2 separate regions of the Sus scrofa genome follow, and region 1 is linked to region 2. Evidence: chromatin contacts called from public Hi-C data. All regions are on one chromosome and are shown on one strand. Each heading gives the region's core, a stretch centred on a gene start, on an enhancer-like site or on the middle of the called end of the contact. The rest is flanking DNA. Distances are from core to core; before and after follow the strand shown. Region 1 overlaps LOC100620238 (zinc finger protein 454). Region 2 holds the start of LOC102159167.

Region 1 (3,287 bases), core at 668-3,167, 58 kb after region 2:
AGAAAATGTTTCAATTTCTCTCTTCCATCAATTCCTGTGTTATAGACTGCCTCCTTTACCACTTTAGACCCTTATTTTTACTTGCTAGTGGAAACAATGCAGTTTTTCATTTTGAACCAACCTGGGTTTCATTTCCAATTGTGTCACTTGTGTGACCTTTAGCAAGTTCCTGAGCTCCCACCAGGATGAGCCCAACATGGGTGGTAGAGAGTGGGGGAGAAAGGAGCATGTGGGAGTTCCCGATATGGCGCACTGGGATCTGGGGCGTCTTGGGGGCGCTAAGACACAGGTTCAATCCTTGGTTAAGGATCGGGCGTTGCTGCAGCTGCAGCTTAGGTTGCAAATGCCGCTCGGATCTGATCCCTGGCCCAGGAACTCCATATGCCACAGGGCAACCAAAAAAGAAAAAAGAAAAAAACCAGCATATGGGTCAGGTGCCTAGGTAAGACTGGACTGGGAGAAAAGCTCCTGGTCAGGGGAAAGAAACATGCCCATCCTCTTCAGCCACTACATTCCAATCTTATAAGGCAATTTAGAGGGGGAACCCCACAGAAATCCCCCACTCACCTGGACCATGGTTGGCAGGCACCTGACTGCCATTCCTTCTTCTCTGATGAGCCCTTTTAGGGACAACAGAGCGTAAATCCTCAGACTTGAAACTTCTAACACCTGTTCATGAGGAGAGGGCTGAGTCAAAAGATATCACACAGCAGTCCAAAGAGGGGTTTGAGCATTAACACCCTGGGAGTCCTCCAATACCCAAGCAGTGAATTCTTAGCCCCTATTTGTTCTCAATCCTCTCTCCTCCTTGAAGTAATTTCTGTTGGCCTCGGCTGTAAAGGGAGGCTTAACCAGGCTGCTACTTCCACCAGCCCCGACCAATTTCCCCCCTAACAATCTGAGTCAAATTCTCCTTATCTTCCCTTCTATGTCTTAAATACATTGACTTCTCCCTGAAAAAAAACATTCTCCAGCCTGTTTTCACACTTTCTACACTCCCAGTGGCCTTTTGCCTTAAATTACACTGAGAGATCTCAAGCAAAGTGTATCTCCTGCATAAAAAGGTGCCTAATCCTAGGAGGGGAGCATAAGAAGTGGGAAAGGAGGGTGTTCTTTCTCTTCAAAAAGGAAGCTAAGAAGGCTGGATCTTCATCGTGGGGACGTCTCTCAGGCCAAGCTCTTTTCTGGCTTCAGACCTCTCCTTCTCTGGGGCCCTGTTTGGGTGACCTGGAGTCAAAGGTGGGCAAGAAGCAGTGTATTTGTGCGAGGGATGGGGGAAGGAGGGCACAAGGAATCTTAATCACACAACCCACACTCCTGCCCTGGATCAAGCTCTGTCAGGTCCCTTTGGGAGCTGATGCAGGGGCCGCGCAGCTGCGGGTTCGGAAAACAGGGCTCTGAACCACACCGGGAGCACCGCGCATAAATGGGCTACCAGGGATCAGTTCCAAAACACACGCCAGAGGCCCTGGCCGCATCCTCATCCACATGCACCCGCAGTTTCGAAACCTAACCCAAGATCCCACACCTGGCCTTTTTTCTGTCTTTGGAATCAAACCTTAGCAATACATCCCGGGAAGTTTGGGACATCAGATCAGCGTCCTCCAGAACGGACCACGACCGGGACCTATTCGGTTTTCATCCGCCCTTCCCACCGGGCTCGACCTCCCCAAGGCCGCTCCCACTCTCCCGATGCGGCTTTGGCCACTGTGCCTAGTATCCACTGGGTTGCCCTTCCAGGAGCTTCTACGCGGGGCGAGCGAGGGCAACCGCCACAGTGCAGGCAGAACACAATAAGCTGGAGTCTGCAGCCGGGATTGGAACTGCGCTTGCGCGTTGCCCAGGGACCCGCAGAGCCGGATCCTGCAGGTCGGCGAGCAGAGCGCTTCCGCTTCACAGACTCCATTTCCCAGAGGGCAAATCTGCGGCAAGCGAGCCGTGGAGCGGCGAAAGTGATACTGCGCGTCTGCGTAGAGGGAGCCCCGCCTTTCAACCGCCCCAGGCCAAGGGCGATTCCGTGTTGAAACTACATTTCCCAGGGGCCTGGGCACGGGCGTTGGCAGGGGCGTCAGGGTTCTGGAGACATCTAAACCCCCTTGAGCTAACTGCCAGGGCTATTTTCGTTGCATTTTGGTGAGATTAAGGAAGATAGACTCCGGAAAAATTGATGATGGGATTAGGAAGGTCAGTCTGGGATAACTGTACTCATTCGGGTGAGGAGAGTGCATCTGGGACGGCCCCAAGGGTGGAGTCGGAAGGGACAAGCTATAAAGGCGCATTCCTGATAGAGGACCCCGCAGAGATGACTTGAGAGGGAAGTGGGGCTGCCGCCTTGTACTTGGCAACCCAAGTGTAACAGTATAGCCCTAGCGGTACTGCCCGGGAGGTGGTTCCTACCAGGAGTAGGGTGCCAGGATAGAAGACAGAGGTGCAGGTGGAAAGCTGGTGGTCCAGTGAGGGAACTGGGACCAAAGCGGTGGCTGTGTTGCTTCTGTCCACTGGTGCCGAATAGAAACTCAGAGACAGAGTTCTGGGTGAAGTATAAAACGGTAGCTTTTATTGCTTTACCAGGCAGAGGAGGCCACAGCAGCCTAATGCCCTAAAGACTGCCCTCCTTCAGGAGCTAATAGGAAGGGGTCTTATAGCTTGGGAGTGGAAAACAGGGCTACAAATAAAGTTCAGGGTAGATGCAAGCTTGCATTCTTCTTCATAGCTGGCGTTTGGCAGTCCCAGGACTGGTTCTAGTGGTCCTTGAGATTATTGCACTGCGACTTTCTTTCTGGAAAGAATGCTCGCAAGATTGTTAGGGAGTTTTCTCCCAGTAGTAAACACCAGTTGCATAGTACAAACCTACCTAGAAGGCAATCATTTTGAAAAGTGCAATTAAGCAAGAAGAAAGGCATTTGCAAAATGATGGCAAAATAACTATTTTAACTTTTTCCCCTGTAAGAGGCCATGGGACCCAGGACCCAGTGCAAAAAACATCAAGATAGGAGTTCCCGTTATGGCACAGTGATTAACAAATCCGACTAGGAACCATGAGGTTGCAGGTTTGGTCCCTGCCCTTGCTTAGTGGGTTAACGATCCGGTGTTGCTGTGGCTCTGGTGTAGGCCGGTGGCTACAGCTCCGATCGGACCCCTAGCCTGGGAATCTCCATATGCCACGGGAGCGGCCCAAGAAATAGCAAAAAGACAAAAAACAAAAACATCAAGATAAACTTGGTTCTCCGTGACTAAATCAGAAAGAAGCCTGGATGCTGAGGGTGCCTTTGTAAAACTGGGTGGTA
Region 2 (3,390 bases), core at 488-2,987:
ATGCCTCGTGTGCAGCCCTAAAAAGAAAAAAGAAAGAAAAAAAACAAGCCGTCACTCACCAGAGCCTGGGCTGGCAGCAACCTTGTGGCCATTTCTCCCTCTGCTGCCCCTTTTGGAGAAGGTACCTGAAAGAGAAAAAGAAACCGTGAGGTTTTGCCATCCTGTTTGCACTCCCACACTCATTAGGCTCAGACCAGGTTAGAAATCACACATTGAGAACTGTGCAGATCAGAGCTGGAGGAGCCCTGGGCGTGACCACCAAAACCAGGAGTGGACAGTAAGCGACTTCCAGTCACTGGGCCTGCTACCTTTCAGCCACTGGTTTATGAATAAAGATGAATCCAACTAGCACTGTCTGACAAGCATTGACAGTGTAAAGAGCAGTCACATTGGGCTCACGGAGATGCTAAATTAATGAGAAATGACATAAATATGCCAAGCACCTGCATTTAGATATTTTGAGCTATAATAATTACAATTATGGAAGTTTCCACTGTGGTGCAATAGGATCATCTCGGGAGAGCTTGGGACGCAGGTCCAACTCTGGCCCAGTACAGTGGGTTAAGGATCTGCGGTTGCACCAGCTGGGGCTTAGATCGCAGCTGTGGCTCATGTGCCTTGGAGCGGCCAAAAAAAAAGAGAGAGAGAGGAAAAAAATACAGTTGTGATTATAAAAATTCTTCAAATGCCATGTGAAGAACTGGTGTACTTTTCAGGCGTAGCCAACCAACTATTCCTCTTGGAAGTTGTGTTTCCTTTATGAAGAGTTACCAAAGCTCCTTAAATGTAAAAGGAGGAGTTCCTGTCATGGCTCAGTGGTTAAGGAATCCGACTAAGAACCATGAGGTTGCGGGTTCTATCCGTGGCCTTGTTCAGTGGGTTAATGATCCGGCATTGCCGTGAGCTGTGGTGTAGGTCGCAGACGCGGCTCGGATCCCGAGTTGCTGTGGCTCTGGCGTAGGTCGGTGGCTACAGCTCCGATTAGACTCCTAGCCTGGGAACCTCCATATACGTGGGAGCGGCCCAAGAAATGGCAAAAAGACAAAAAAAAAAAAAAAAAAAAAAGCAAAAGGAAATATTAACCACCTACCTTCCCTTCCCCCGTCCCCAAAATATACAAGGCTCAGAAGAAACACCTTCGTTGGATAGAAATGAACTTAAAATTTAAAGAAAAGGGAAATAACTTAGCGGACAAAATCACTCAAAAATTACAAAAAAAGAAAATAGTTAAATCACTTAGGATTCACTCTGGAAGAACAAGAAAGCATGGTTAGCAAAAATGGGTAAACATAAAAAAATAAATTTTAACTCTGGGGAGTAAAACCAGCAAATGCTAAAAGCCAAAAAACGCCCCGGGGTTCGTGAACACTGAAACAAGACACAGCATCCTTCAACCTTTTGGGGGGACCTTTCTCCAGAAGCCTGGGCGGAGACTGAGGCCCAGGGGACAGACGGGGGAACCTCCCCGGGCAACGCCCCCTCCTCGGGCCGCGTTCACCTGCCGAGGCCGCCTTGGCTTGGACGCCCGCAGCTGGGACTCCCGCCCCGGCTGGCCCTCTGTCCTGGCCCCGCCGCAGGAGCCGCACACCCCGGACCCACTCTTACTGGCTGTACCTGGGCTCGCCGGGGCGGGGACTCGAAGAGGCAGACAGCACTGCAGGCAAGCGGTACACCTAGCGTAGGGATATTTGTTGCCGCCGCCGACAGGCCGACGGGCGCAAAAGCGCCTGCGCACAGGAGAACCGCAGCGCTTTTCCTTTCGAACTCTATTTCCCAGAAGTCTCCACGGCACGGGCCCATACAGTGTCTGAGAAGGGCCAAGGGTAGGAAGGCTAGAGGAAGGGGTCCTGCTGGAAACCCGAGGAGCCTGAAACCTTGTCTACCAGCCTCTGATGTAACCTCGGATCCTCTTCTGCACGCTTTTTATTTCTATTATGATAGTGATAATAAGAGCGGAAAATGAGTATGTAATAAAAACCGTAGGAATTCCCGTCGTGGCGCAGTGGTTAACGAATCCGACTAGGACCCGTGAGGTTGCGGGTTCGGTCCCTGCCCTTGCTCAGTGGGTTAACGATCCGGCGTTGCCGTGAGCTGTGGTGTAGGTTGCAGACGCGGCTCGGATCCTGCGTTGCTGTGGCTCTGGCGTAGGCCGGTGGCTACAGCTCCGATTCAACCCCTAACCTGGGAACCTCCATATGCCGCGGGAGCGGCCCAAGAAATAGCAACAACAACAACAAAAAGACAAAAAGGCAAAAAAAATAAAATAAAAACCAAAAACAGAATAATACAGAAAGCAACAAGTGTTGGTGAAGACTTGTTGAAATTAAATCCTTGTGAATTGCTGGTGAGAATGTAAAATAGTGCAGCTGCTTTGGAAAATAGTTATGGCAGTTCCTTAAAAAATTAAAAATAGAATTACCATATATAATCCAGCAATTGCCCTTCTGGGAATATTCCCAAAATAATTGAAAGCAAAACCTCAGACAGGTACTTATACACTAATAATGTCCATGGAAACATTATTCATAGGAGTCAAAAGGTAGAAACAACCAAAGTGTCAATGAACAGATGAGTGAATAAACAAAATGTGGTCTATCCTACAATGAAATATTATTCAGCCACAAAAAGGAAGGAAAATCTAATATATGCCTCAACATGGATGAATCTTGAAGACGGGAAATAAAGCAGACTCAAAGGGACAAATATTGTATGATTCCACCTATACATGGTATGTAAAATAGTCAGATTCATAGACAGAAAGTAGAATAGTGGTTACCAGGGGCTGATGGGAGAGGGAAATGAGGATTTATTGCTTAACAAATACAGAGTTTCAGTTTGGGGTAATGAAGAAAGTTCTGGATGTGACTAGTCGTTATGGTTACCTAACAACAAATGTGCTTAATGCCTCTGTGCTATACACTTAAAAATGGTTAAAATGGTAAATTTTATGTGATGTGTATTTTAGTACAATAAAAATAATAATGCAAAATAAAATAACAATTATGAACCACTGTTAGCAAGATGGTATTGAGATTTACAAAGTAAAAATAAGGTAGCAGACTGAATAAACACAATTACCTCTTTACTATAACAAAACATATCAAAACAAAAACACTTAACATATATAATTTTTAAGGTAATAAAATCCCATACAGCTCTAGAAAAATACCATCAGAACACCAAAAATTGAAAATCTTGGAAGACATGCAGCAGATATATGCCCTGAGATCCAAAGTCCAGCTAACAGAAAGATTCAGAAGAAAAAAAGAAAAAAAAATAGGAGTTCCCTGGTGGCCTAGTAGTTAAGGATCCTGCTTTGCTGTGGCTGGAAATTTTCACATGCTGCAGGCACAGCCAAAAAAAAAAAAAAAAAATTTGAATGATACAAAA

The links. A called contact is a pair of places that touch in the nucleus more often than the background predicts.
Region 1: a Hi-C map of heart right ventricle shows a contact between it and region 2, with 3 times the contacts expected there. The contact joins the enhancer-like site here to the promoter of LOC102159167 in region 2. A contact is called at or near these places in 6 of 47 Hi-C or Micro-C datasets (fetal skeletal muscle, heart right ventricle, liver and 2 more) and 1 of 2 datasets of contacts at active chromatin or transcription factors (skeletal muscle).

What each region holds. Positions count from the first base shown.
Region 1 is chr2:79,510,219-79,513,505 of Sscrofa11.1, forward strand. LOC100620238 (zinc finger protein 454) reads right to left here. Exons shown (of 3, transcript XM_021084340.1): 3 at 2,536-3,287. Among named protein-coding and RNA genes, the nearest start is that of GRM6, 45 kb to the left of the region's middle. Within about 2 kb of position 1,918, at least 49 of the 83 cell types and tissues checked have an H3K27ac peak or open chromatin away from gene starts, as enhancers often do.
Region 2 is chr2:79,452,432-79,455,821 of Sscrofa11.1, forward strand. LOC102159167 reads right to left here and starts at 1,738. Exons shown (of 12, transcript XM_021085149.1): 1 at 1,615-1,738; 2 at 60-125. The coding sequence starts at 92.